Linked DNA regions of Mus musculus: region 2 is linked to region 1. Evidence: chromatin contacts called from public Hi-C data. All regions are on one chromosome and are shown on one strand. The core of a region is the stretch at or near the end of the contact, and the rest is flanking DNA. Distances in the headings are between cores, read along the strand shown. Region 1 has its middle 20 kb from the start of Gm24638. Region 2 has its middle 290 kb from the start of Gm31326.

The links. Hi-C and Micro-C count contacts between places; a contact is called where the count stands out from the background.
Region 2: a contact with region 1 is called in a Hi-C map of the N1E-115 cell line, with 1.7 times the contacts expected there. The contact joins two enhancer-like sites. A contact is called at or near these places in 1 of 39 promoter capture datasets (hippocampal neurons) and 4 of 484 Hi-C or Micro-C datasets (the HL-1 cell line, the N1E-115 cell line, cerebellum and 1 more).

What each region holds. Positions count from the first base shown.
Region 1 is chr9:101,409,325-101,416,183 of GRCm38.p6, forward strand. No RefSeq gene overlaps it. Among named protein-coding and RNA genes, the nearest start is that of Gm24638, 20 kb to the left of the region's middle. Within about 2 kb of position 2,112, at least 11 of the 459 cell types and tissues checked have an H3K27ac peak or open chromatin away from gene starts, as enhancers often do. A contact at or near this core is called in the N1E-115 cell line, where this site is marked.
Region 2 is chr9:101,689,824-101,696,994 of GRCm38.p6, forward strand. No RefSeq gene overlaps it. Among named protein-coding and RNA genes, the nearest start is that of Gm31326, 290 kb to the right of the region's middle. Within about 2 kb of position 3,513, at least 2 of the 459 cell types and tissues checked have an H3K27ac peak or open chromatin away from gene starts, as enhancers often do. A contact at or near this core is called in the N1E-115 cell line, where this site is marked.

The sequences.
Region 1 (6,859 bases), core at 862-3,361:
GTTAATGGTGTGATTTGAGCCCTTTCAACTAAGCCCGTCATTGGCTTTGAATACATTGTGGCTGGTTCAGATCCAATGACACTTGGATCTGAGCAGAGTTATACAGCTGGTGTCTAACTGACATCCACACAGGGACACTTGCTTCTTGTGATGTGGGTACTAATGTCCCTTTTCATCGGTTAGCAGGCCCATTAAATAGCTAGGCAGGCAGCTTGGTGTCTTCTAGGTTTTCAGATCACTGGAACATTAGGCTAAGTCACATATATTTGTTTAAGACGTTAGTCTTTTTCCTAGGCCTTGGGGTCTCAGGTTACCTTCAGTGGAATTGCCAGATGGGAGGTGATTTGGGATCCTTGAGGAATTGCAAGGGGCTTCAATTTTTTTTTCATACAATGTATTTTGGTTATGTTTTTCCTCCTGCCCCAATTTCTCCCAGACTCTCCCCACCTCCTTATCTACTTAATTTTATAATCATTTTCTCAAAACAAAACAAAACAAAAACAAAAACAAATTCAGGAGAAACAACGCAACACATACACTCATGCAGGCGTGCGCACCACACACACACACAGACACACACACACAGACACACACACACACACACACACAGACACACACAGACACACACACACACAGACACAGACACACACACACACACACACATACACACAGACACACACAGACACACACACAGACACAGACACACACACACACACACACACAGACACACACACACACATACACACAGACACACACACATACACACAGACACACACAGACACACACACAGACACAGACACACACACACAGACACACACACAGACACACACAGACACACACAGACACAGACACAGACACACACACAGACACACACACAGACACAGGCACACACACAGACACACACACAGACACACACACACAGACACACACACACAGACACACACAGACACACACACACACACAGACACAGACACACACACAGACACACAGACACACAGACACACAGACACACACACACACACACACACACACACACACACACACACACACACACAACCAAGAAACAATAAAACCCCCACAAACCACAAAAAATGAAAACCAAAACAATCAAAAGACCAGTAAGGCAAAAATGCCAAAACAAAACAAAACGAAACAAAACATTTACAAGATTACCATTGAGTTTATTGTGTTGGCACCAGGCCTGCCCTATAATGAGGTTAATAGACTCAGTGAGGATTCATTGCCGAAAACTGATTTTCCCCAAGGGGCTTTTGAAAAGATTGTGTGGAACACTCATAACTCCCCTTAGGTTATGTACGAGTCATAAGGTGAATGTGATGGAAGTTCTAGGTTTTCTTTCTAGAGAAACTTGGCAACATTTATCTATCTTCTGGGAGGTCTCTGTGTTAATCAGCCTCTCTTTGCTGTTACAAAGTATCCAACATAAATAAGGTAAAAGGAATGCCCATGCGCCATTGCTTTCAAGCCGGTGTTAGAGCAGAAATGTGGAAGAGCGCATCAGAGGAAGGGGTCCCAAGGACACCCTTGGTATGCTTCCTCTTCCTGCTTGATGCAGTTCAGCGCAGTGATCTTTCAAGCTCTGTGCTGAAGGCAGGCATACAACATATTCTTCAAAGGCATGCTCGCTGACTTACTTCTAATAGGGCCCCATCTCCCAAGAGCCCATTCAACATAAACTTGTCAGTGCTCAACCCGATGATGACGTCAGTGCCTTCTTCATCCAATAGTACCGCTAGCTGGGGATCAAATCGTCAACAGGCCAGTCTCTTGAGGGCTGGGATGACTCTTCCTATCCAAATCCTGACAGCCTCCAGGGAGTGAGCCCATGACTGATAGAACAGCTTTGGGAAACTGCCTGGCATTCTCGGGGAGAGGCAGTCTCTTTCTGGGGAGGCAGCTCCAGGCAGCATCCCCTCCTGGGCTATAGCTAAGCGAGAAAAATCTGAGCACTTTTCTCATCAAGCTCAAATCAACTGCGGGAAGCCTCAGAGGGGCCTTCTCTGTGCTTTCCTCGTCATCCCCATCTCGACAGTCCTACAGGTTCTGAACGTTAATCAGTGTCATCGCGAGTCTGCTGATGTTACGAAGAACTTAATTGGTTCTTTGGAGGAAAATGAGTCACCATCAGGAGAGTAAGCTGCAGGGCAGGAACACACAAGGGGAAAGGGAAATGAAACCCGCACGCGGAAAAGATCAAGTGTGCCCTTACGCTTCTCCTCGGCTGCAGTCCCAGATGAGCCCACTTTTGCTGATGGGGCTTAAAGAGGTTTTCAGAACCATGGAGACAAAAGGTATTGCCTACTCCTCCCCCCACCGCCTTTGTTTCCCTCTCTCCTTTTCTGCATGTGCAGCCATATCCAGTGGAGGGGGAAGGGGACAGACCATCCACCCGACTGTCAGAGTTGATCATTGCTGACCTTATCAAAACACAGAATCAATACGCTCTCCTCCCAGTAGCCCAGAAAAATCATAAAGAGTTTGGACTGAAGCAATTTGAAGTGCAGAATCCCTTGAATCAGAAGACCAGCCAGTAAATTGTTGGGCCTCCGAATCCTTCCATGCCCTTCCTCAGAGTCGGACAAGACCAACAGCATCACTTGAGATCCTGTTTCCGGGTGGAGAGGACTCCAAAGAAGCTTTTGACCATCAAGCCCACCTCATAGAGAAGTGGTATTTTAGGTTTGTGGTAGCAGGGTGCTTTTGAAGGAAGCCTGAAGGAGGGTGATAACTAGAAGCTGGGACAGAGGCCTTCCCCCTCTCCAGCACCTCTCAGGAGAGCCTCTCCAGGCGTGACCCTGGACAACTCTACAGCCTGTCACATTTGGAAAGCCAAGCCGTGCCATGCCTCTTTCCCATTTCTTTGTTCTTTTAAAAAATGTTTTCTCCAGTTTACTTTCTCATTCCTTTTGATTTATGTTCCCCTCTTCCTCTTTCTCCTCTTCCTCCTCTTCTCTCCTTCCTCTCCCTCCTCTTCCTCCTCTCCCTCCTTCTCTCCTTCCTTTTCCTCTTCCTCCTCTTCCTATTCCTCCTCTTTCTCTTCCCCCTCTTCCTCTTCCTCCTCTTTCTCTTCCTCCTCCTTCTCTCCTGCTTCCTCCTCCTCTTCTTCCTCCCCTTCCTATATGCAGTACGAGTGCTGATACTGATCTTGACAGCATGCATCCTTATCTCTGGAGTCAAGTCATTGGCCCTCCAGCTGGTGTTTAGCATTGCTACCTACACAGGAACATTGTAGCTAGTCCTGTGGCCCTAAAGATCTGTGGTTGAGCTGTTTCTTCCCAGACCTCAGTCCTATTTTCACAGGGCCTTGCCCTTGGACATTTGGTACCCTCCCAAAGAACTTTATATTTGCCTTAGAAAATAAAAACAACTGTTCATGTTGTGCTTTATTGTTTGTTTGTTTGCTTGACTGTCTCCTCTTATGCAAGCAATTTGTCTGCTCCACAAACAGTTATCTTTGCCAGGTATGGGAAAACACCAGGCACAACACAGGTGAATTCTGGCCCTCATTGAGCCATGAAGAAGGTTGAATGACCGACAGAGAAAGCCCATATCAAACAATCTCGAGGAACGGCATTTAGAAAGACCAGAGTCCAGTGACTGAAGCGTGGTTAAGGACTTGATATTTTATTTTTGTCATAGAGCGAGTCTGGACCTGGGAGGAGAGAAAAATAGCCAGAAACGGCAACATCTTGTTTGTCAAGCGTGGCTCGGGTAGAGGTCCCAGAGGGTCAGGCTGCTGCAAGGACAGCATGAGTGGGGAGCTTGCCATCCACAGGGCTCATCCAAGGGCAAGGCTACAAGTGCTCTGCCAGCTGTTCTCGCCTGTCATTGCTGTGGACAGACACAAGTCTTGGGACTCATGGCTGCCAATGCTGGGGGCAAGGGAACACTTATCAGGAGAGTGTACAAGGACCCATAGTGACAGGCAGGCCCTGGTGCCAACTTTATTAATTGAAAGGAATGTAATCCACCTGATGTTTAAAAAATCACATGGGCCAATGAACAGAAACCTGAGCAAGCAGCCAAATAGGGTGGATGAAGCCAGACGGGTTGGTGTTCTCTGTATGGATGGAGAAAGTTGAGTGGGGGCAGGAGGAAGTGACAGCCTGGGCCACTAGTCACAGAGTCACTAGTGTGTGGAACCCACACCTATGATGCCAGACTGATGCCTCTGTCCCCTGCGCAAGCTAATGTGTCCCTTGGTAGATGAGCCTGCCCACATGCATGCCAGCTGTCAACATTTCCTGGCAGAGCAGTAGGACCAGCCCCTTGGAGCAGAGGAGCACTGGTGCCTGACCTCTATTCTCTGACTCTCACTCCCCACACAACTAGGCTCCAAGACTGGGGTATTCTGGGAAATTCCCCATGCTCCAAGATGTCATCAAACTGCAGATGAGGAGCAAGGGATGTGCCCACGGCAGGCACCAGCCACAGATGGCCCCAGCATCTAAATAAGCGTTTCATTAGTGTAGAACCTGGGGAAAAAATGGAGCAGGCTATGGGTAAACACAAATGAGTATGGAAAGTCAAGTTTAAATCCTGCTAGTTATGTTCGGTGCCTTCATAAAAATAAGCAAAGCACGCTCTCTCTCTCTCTCTCTCTCTCTCTCTCTCTCTCTCTCTCTCTCTCTCTCTCTCTCTTAAAGGGGCCACACTGTTAGCTGCAGTGCTCCTCCAGCTCTTGTCGAGTTATAATGTGGTCAGTCAGGGCTGGGCTCCACATAGCCTTTATATGCCTTCTCCTGTCATACCAAAATGGGCTCTCTCATCCCACAACTGTGTTTTATGCCATAAATGAATGGGAACATCTTTGCTTCTGTTTATCGTTATCCACCCTGGAAGGCTGATTCCTTCTGATTCCTCCTTTTGGAGGTCAGCACTCAGTTCTGATCAGAGAGGACATCCAATTCTATTTTCACAAGCTATGTGTTTGTTTATTTTTCTTCTCCTTCCCCAGTAGAGGGTGCCTGGACATGGTGTCTGTTCTCGGTATGACCCTGTGGCTTATTCTGAGCTCTTCTTCATCTTTCCCTGGGAATAGCAAGAGACCTCTGCCCATAACCCCAACCCCCAAGGATCCCAGCCTGCTCATCTTTCCTGATAGACACAGTCTGTTTAAGGAGGAGATTGTTTATTTATTTATCATATTTAAATTTTTATTAGCATATATTAATTATGCAAAGTATGGGTTTCATTATGACAGTTTCATATTCATATATGTGATACACTTATACTCACCCTCATCACCTTCTCTTTCTCCATCCCCCACCCCATTCCTTGTCTCAAATAGTTTATCTTCTATTCTTCTCTGTCTCTATAGTTCTCCCTTCCCTCCTTCCTCTCCCCATCTCAATCTATATCACACATAGGAGAAAACACACACAAAATTTGTCTTTCTGAGTCTGGCAATTATTTCTCCTAAGTGATCCTTTATTTCCATCCTTTTCTTTTTGTGTGTGTGTGCAAATGTTGTGATTTCATTTTCCTTTATGGCTGAATAAAACCCAAGAAAGACTTTAGACAGTGATTCTGAAAACCCCCTGAATGTGACCACAGTGAGCCATTTCATCAGATGACTGAGAAGGTGTGAGGTTTGACTTGCAGTTACCCTACCCATCTCTTCAGTGAACCTCAGTTACATCATCTGTAGGATGGGGCTTGGAGGGGGCTCATCTTCTTGGGCTGATGGTAGGTATAAGGCCAATGACCTTCAAAGAACCTCAGGAAGGCTGAGGAGCTCTTAGTTCTATACTGATTTGAGTGCTGTGTTTCTGGTTCTGAGCAGGTCTGACCGACTACTGTTTTGGGTCTAGGTGATACCCATGAAAGGTTCTTCTGGCTTCTCCGTATAATGGCCATGGATTTCCGAGCATCTCCTCTGTTTTGGTTTACATTCTGTGTACCATTTTACTCTTTGCCACTCCCCCTAGAAAAAGATGATTATTCAATTTAATGCATAATAAAGACTCAGGAAGGTTAAGTAAAAGGTCCAAGGTCTTGAATGTGATAATCGTGTGAGCTGGATTTCAGTTGATTTGCAGACTTTGGATTCCATCCACACCCCCATCCTTACTCTACTCACTGCCAGCTCCGTAGATTCTGTGAGATTCTAAGTAATCCAAGTGAGGCCCTGGAGCAACACTGTGTGAAGCTACAGTGTCTACAATGATGGAAATATCCTCTTCTTTTCCATCCAGCAGGAAACTGTTAGACACTTGAAGCATGGCACGTGTGACACAAATGAGTTAGACATTTTTAATTTTGTAGATGGGGTGGGAATAAACAACCTCTTTATAATTGGATGGAAGACCTGCTTCACAAGACAGACCTCATGCCTGCCACTGTTAACAGCGAGTAGATGTCTAGGTCATAGGTCCTATGAGAAACCAAGCTCCATTACTTGGTTAAATAGAGTAATAAACTGTTCCTAACTTATATATATATATACCATAGATCAGTACATCTCTTGATCCTCATCAGAGAGTCTTCTTTTGGCAGTGGGTGGCGACTAACGCAGAGACCTGTGGTCTACATGCAGAAAAGAAACTGTCAAGGCTCATCTCCAAATGGGAGATCTTCTCACACCTGTGCCCATGCACCAGCACTAAGTGGATTCAGTTTTTCTTTTTTTAAGGTCAAGGGGGAATTGTGAGATTGAATGTGGGGAAGTGATGGGGAAGGGGCTAAAAGGAAGTGAATGGGTAGATCTATTGGATGAAATCATATATTATGTGCATCTATGAAGTTCTCAAATGGCGAAAGTATTACATATGTAGAACCAGGTGTTTGGCATATGCCTGTAATCTCAGGACTTGAGGGGTTGAGGTAGAAAGATAGC
Region 2 (7,171 bases), core at 2,263-4,762, 280 kb after region 1:
TCTTGGGAGGTTATAAACACCAGTGACCGCTGTAGCTGGAATTATCTGCTCTGGGAATTTGTGGTCACTGTGAAATCATTTGGCATATTCAGGTATGCAGTGGGGATCCTGGGGTGACCAGCCTTGGGTTCCCAGGGTAGCTTGGCCACAGGACTCCAAGGGCATGAGAATCCTGAGCCTCAATGTGTGCCTTTCAACATCTAAGATGCACATGCCAGGGGCACAGAGCCTGTACAGATGCTATCTAGCAGCACGTTCAGAGAAAAACCTGGAAAACCCTATTTTACTGCCCAAATTAACAATGTGATTAAAAACCACGTGCAAAATGACAACAGCTGAAACAATAACCAACCTTTCAGCCTTGCAGCTTTAGGGAAGGCTAAACCCATAAGTCCCCCTCCACAGCTGCTCACAGGCGCCCCCTCTTTCAAGGAGCCTGCTTTCTGAAAGCTTCAACCAAAGGCTTTGTGTGAACCCTCCTGCCTACTTCAGCATCTGCCAGGACTCTCCACGGTCTGTTCCGTTCTTGGCCTCGAGGGGGCACCAGAGCTTGCACATAGCGAGGTGGCGGCTCGGCTCCTTGAGACAAAAGAGTTGGATTTTGGATGCCAATTTGTCTTAACATTGTATATAAGGTCTGTCTCAAGCTGAGGAGGCCATATACAGACCCGAATCGGGATGAGCATTTTTCTGGCTGTTCTGTTACTTAGCCAGGGGATGCTGGTGGTCTACAAAACAAACTGGGCTGCTTTTTGCGTGGCAACGTCCACCCTATCCAGGTGAGCGCCTGGGAGAAGGGGTCCTTAGAATAAGATCTTTTAAGGCAAGCGGCTTCTCCTCACTTCGCCCCTTGCCGTGTAGGAGCCGCCTTCAGCAATGAAACAAAAGGTCCCGGAGAACCGAGATAGGGAAGACCAGGAGAGGTAAGCAACAGGAAGAAAAGAAAGGATGCTCGCTAAGGGCAAAATCAAGGAGACAGAGAGAAGCTAATATATGGTGATTGTTTTAAGCATTGTTATGGGTTTTTGGAGTAAAACACAATTTGTAGGAAGCAAACTTCCCCAAATGTGAGTACTTAATAAAGAAGAAAACAGAAGGATTGATAATGGAAATTAGGCTAATGAATAAACAAGCTGCTTAAAAAATGGGCTCCTCTCGCAGTCCGTTATTTTTAACTTAGTGACAATTTGCATACTAGTTAATTTGCATATATTAAATACTGCTCCCCTTCTCCTTCCCACCTCCTCCACTTCAGAATAACATTTCATTACGGTGCTGCTGGGCCTGAGGACTCGTAGGCTCCAGAGAGTTTATTAATTTATCCAACACATGCTGTGTACATTTTTATCACTCGCTGCACAGTGGACCTGGTATCTTTGAAGTCATTAACAAGACAGGGGTGTTCTGCTCGAGGTATTCAAAAAGACAGCCGAGAAAAGCCAGCCTGCAAAGAAGGGGGAAAATAATGTACCAGCAGAACAGGGGAAGATCATGTTTGGCATCTGCCCTTTCTAGGAAGACAAAACTGAGCAACGGATGGTTCCCTCATCTGTATCGGGAAGCCTCCAGATTGCTTCTCTTGCTTATTTATTTTAATTTCTAGAAAAGGAATAGAACTGTTACCCACTGGGTCACAGGCACCTCCAAAGAACTAGCTACACATGGCGTTTCTCCTGGTATGGTCCATCTGGACACATGGCTCTTGGGGACCCTCCAGCCCTCCTGCTGACAAGACGGGCAGGGTAATGAAGACTCGGCACCTTCGTTATGTGTCTGATGTCACTGTCTGAGGCTACCTGGTTCATCCCTGGACTTGATGTCCTCCTCATTGCCCTATCCTGAGGCCCTTCCCATAACTGTTCCTTTCCTGGTGTCTTCTGCTGTAGTAAGAATCTTAAGCTCAGTTGCTTCTGCAGTCCGTCATGTTGTGACTCGCTCTCCCACGGAAACAGAAAGACAACCACAATTTGAGGGGTTCCTTCTAAAGTCACCAGCACTGGCCCACTGCACTAATCTCACTGCTATTTTCCATTGTCATCTTCTCAGGTTAGATATCTGTCCTGATTCTGCCAACTCCTATGCTTCAGTTGAAGAGAGACCCATGTAGTGCTTAGGGCTGGGAAGGGTTTTTTTTCCCAGATGCCAGTGAAAACTGAAATCAAGTTAAATAGTGTCTAATGATTCTTTCATTAAATATTCATTGAATGCCTACTATGTGCCAGCCAACCAGGAACCAGAGACACAGAACTTACATCCCAGGGGCAGAGAGAGACAACACACACGTCAATGATAAATAATTGATACTGTTTGGGACTGATAAGTGTTAAACCCAGGGGCGGAGGGGAGTGAGATGACAGAATTGTGAGTGACAAAAGGGAGGGAGCTTTTCTTTAGCCAAGGCTATTAGGGTCAGCCTCTAAGAGGACATGCTCTGTGAGGTATAAAAGAGGAGTCCTAGAGGGAGATAGAACTGATTCATGAACTGAATCCATCTTGCTGTATGGCTTGGTGCCTATTGAGCACCAAGCATTTAGTGACTTTACATTTGGCCAAAATAATCTGCCAATTCCAATGTGCTTGTCACCACTTGGTCCCAAGGTGTAAGCTGGCAGAGAGTTCTGAGTCCAAGAAGCAGGAGTTCTTAGGATCCTCCCCTCTATTGAAATGACAGGTTGTGTAGGGTAGCCAAGGTTCCTTCAGTCTGTCCTGAGGAACAGACTCCTCTGGAAGAGACAGTGAAGTACAGTGGTTAGTCAGACACTCAGCGTGAGTTACGTGACCTCCCTGTCCTTCAGTTATTTGTAGAGTGAGTAAATGAAATGTGAAAAGATTGATACCCACAAAAGGCTCAGTAAATATGCCCAAGTATGGCAATGGTGTGGGAGAATTTCTATGTGTTATAATAAACATCTATAGAGTAGAAAATAGTCCAAGAATGGTCTCTGAGTCCCCGATGGCTTCAGTCAGAGAACCAGGCAGCCCCTGGCTTCCAACTAGCTTCCTAACAGCATTGTCCTTGAGCAAGCTATCTAATCTGATTATGACTTGGTTTGCTCATTTGTAAGATGAAGATAATAACAGTGTCTCCCCTACGCGCTATTATGGGGATTAATGCGACAATATCTGTAAAACATTGAAGCCACACATGTGAGATGCTACAGCTAATATTATTGCACTGACCTGGCCTGTGGCAATAAGTGGCTTGATTCCCGTGATTAACAAGAGCTGGCTGCATTCTTCATGTAGTGTCTGCTATCCTTTATGTTTGCTTACTTGTTCCCTGACTGTCATTTCAGCGCCATTTCCCCTCCACAGCTGCCTTTACTTCAGTCCGAGTCAATGTTTTCTCTCTCCAGTGTAAGTGTGGTGGCTCCAGCTTGTCTCCCTGCTTCTGGTCCTGCTACTGCTACGCCTTTCCTCAATCGCTTGGTAAGCAGGTCATTGCTATGGAACATTCGGTGGCCATCCAATGTTGTCTGCTCACCTTTATAATAAAATCGCAGTTTTTGGCCCAACCTGTAAATCTTTGTCTGTCGGCTCATGTCTTCCTATGTCTCTAACCTTTGATCCTCACTTCCCTCTCTGCCTGCCACACTCCTGCCATACCTGCTATTCTATTCATAAACACACCAAACTATGGCAGCCTTCAGGTGTTCAGACAGAAGATTTCTTCAGCCTCAAATGTTATTTTTTTTCCTGTGGGCATTGCTTGGCTGGGAAATAAATGAGGGACTTCATTTGACTATGAATAATAGAATATCCTAACAATTGTGACTTCCATATATACTTGTTTGTACTTTGGTTATTTGGTTAGAAGTCTATAAAGGGTCTACTTCATCATTGCCTCAAAACAAGAGGGATAAAGTCCTTAAGGCTGCCTTTGGTTTTCTTTCATGGTTACAAGAAAGTTGCCATGATCCCAGCCATCTTACTCTTCATTTAAGCAAGAAAAAATGGAGTTCAAAGAAGACATTGAAAGACAGTCCTGGTGCCAAGGAGATGGCTCAGTAGGTAAAATACTTGCTGTGCAAACCATGAAGTGCCTCAGCTCAGAGCCCCAGCGCTCCCACAAAAGACAGGCATAACATCATGCATCTATAATGCCAGGGCTGGGTGAGGGAGTGGAGACAGGTGGTATACTACTTTAAACTAGCAACTTGATAAAGCCTAGAGAAATCTGTGAGGTAAGCCTTGATTGAGGATATGTATAGATCAGACTGGCCCATGGGCATGTCTGTGAAGGATTATCTTGATTATTGATCAACATGGCAGGATTTTGTCTGCTGTGGGTGGTACCACTCCTCTGGCAGGAGGTCCTGGACTGTAGAATAAACAGCTAACTATAACCTGGTGAAAAAGTGCAGGGCAGTGGCATGATCCAGGAGAAATAGCCAGGCCTCCATGAAATTGGCACAAGCCCGAGGAAGTGGTCAGACTCAGCCAAAATGCCAGAAGTTCTCTGCGGTGCCTCTCGCTACAAAGTGAAGATATGCATAGACATGGGACCAGCCAAGCTTTGCACGGCTAGCAATACAAGCACCCATCACTGTCTGCTGGGTCTTACTTATACACTCTCCAAATATCAGCTCCACCTGTCAGCTCACAGGTATGCTTCATCAAAACACACGAGTCTTCTTCAGCCAAACATCACATGACACAACCAGAAATTTCCACTTCATAGAACACTGTCACACTGGCTAACCCTTGAACCCAAGAAGCCTGGACTATGTGTGCTTTAGAAAGACTCACTAGGGTGTGCTGGGTACATTGTGTCCTTAAAAGAAACAAAGAAGTGAAAATGTGGCAGGTAGCTAGGAGGTACCTTGGCTGACTTCCCAGTTTGTCGGTTTTGCTTTACTATGTCCTTCTTTTATGAGTGTGTTATTTAACCATAACCCCTCCTCCATCCATCCCATTATCTTCTGTCACAAACCTCTGTTTCCTACTCTCACTCTTTTCCTACTGTGTTTACTTTGCTTTCTTAGGTAGAAGAGCAGAGCAGAGACTATATGTGCTTGGCTTGCCACTCAAGCCTTAGAACTCAGCTCAGAGCTGAACATGCCTAGACTCTCAATAAATTCGCCAAACGAGTCAGTAGATGAATGAAGATAGGATGTCTCCAGGAGGGTGGGAAATTCTCTGTTTCTTTCCTAGATAATCCCAATCAAGAGGAACCCTCGCAGAATGGAATTGTTAAATAAAAATGAACAAAATGAGTCAATGTTAACATCTTGTCATGTTATCATACGACTAAATATGGTTTCCTCTTTCGCGTTGGTCAGATATCTAGAGACAGTGCTCACCATGTACATCCTGTGCCATCGTCTGTAATATAATTAGCACGGATGGTCTCAGCTCCTTCTTCCTTTTCTTCCTTTGCCGATGCTCCTTTACAACTGGCCAAGTACTTCCTTTAACACCACATGCACAAAAAGAAAAAAATGGCTTCCACTGGAAAGTAACTAAAGTAACTTTTTGGTCACTGTTCCTTACTGCTGAGTGAAGCTGAGCTAACATCTAGTCACAGCCTGGGGTCTTTTCCTCCTGAATTCCTATCAAGGCATGCCTTGTCTTGTTTGTGCTCTATGTGACTACTTTGCTGACAATGTGACACTTAACCCCTCTGACTAGACCACTTTATCCAGTCAGGATGAGCCAATACTCAAGACTGTTTGTGGGAAATGATTCTGCCATTTGACTCTCTAGTTTTTCCTCTTAGCTTTCAGGTAAGCTCCATGCACCGAGAAGGTAATACTTTGGAAGTGCTAGAGAGATGGTTTAGTCAATAAAGTGTTTGCTGCACATTACTGATGATCCGGGTTTGCGTTCCAAGGACCCACCTAAGAGTCTAGGAATAGCAGCAAGGGGAAGCTAAAAGAGGAGAATCCATGCATTCACTGGCCAGCCAGGCTCGGCAAGCTGGAACACTCCAGGTTCAGAGAGAGACCCTGTCTCAAAAAGTGAGGTAGAGAATGGTTGAGGAAGACACTTGATATTGATCTATGGACCATACATACATGTGCATGCATGTGCACATAAATCCATAAACACATGCACGCACATGAACATATTCACAAACACACACATAACATACTGATAGGAACATGATCATACGTAAAAACACACACATAACACACATATACAGAGTATCAGACTGAGGTCAAAATCCTTCATTGTACAGGGCTTCCTCTAGATCGTATAACCATTAATCATCATCTCTAAATTTACTCAACCAGTTATAAATCCACGGAATGATATTATCATGAGGTCCATATCTCTGTAATCTATTTAGAGCATTATAGGAAACTCCATCAAAGCCCTTACTTGAATGAGCAGACAGTGCATCGATGTGTCTCCTTGGGTCTCTATCAAGGTTGTAACACCAATAAGCATGTCTAATGTGACTTGTTCTCACTGTGTCTGTATTGATATAAAGAAATACACTTCCTAATCTAGGGACTCATAGACTCCTTATTTTACAATCAGCCCAAGAAGTTTTTATGCTATTCTTTCAAAAATCAAACCTAGCCCTCTTTCTAAAATAGAGCAAATAAAGGACGATGGGATAAATGAGACTAAGATGAAAATCTGTAGAAATAACTTAGATTAGGCATCAATAGTAATGCCCCAACCAGAAATTGCACTAAGATGTTAAAACTGGCTATGATGACACATGTGCAGATTATTAATAACTTGGCTATACACCAGATAATTTTTCTTTGTAGACCAAGAGGCTAAAGGATAAACGAGGTCACACAATAGGCAGAGGGCTGTGGATGAGAAGTCAAACCTTGGGTTTCTTGGTGAAACCTGCTTCTCCCCAGACTTACTGACATGTTGCTCTAGAGTAGTCGTTTCTCTCTGAGACCTCAAAGAGGGGCTAAAACCATTTTCCATCCTGCCTCGAGGAGTCATTGTGACTACTCATATAAAATGCAGCACACACAACAGTGAGATGCTGTTATTGCTGCTTCTGGAGGAGTTTGTGTCCCCAAGTGGGAGCCATGGCTGTCAGATCCATGATTGTGGCTGTAAATTCTGTGGGATGTTGGAAATGCATACTGTTTGGGGTTGATCATATTCTCGAATTGGGTGTCACCTTTCACGAGCCAAACAGCTGCCAAATCTGATTGCCTCTGATTTAGTTTCTTGGAACCGATCAACATATTGT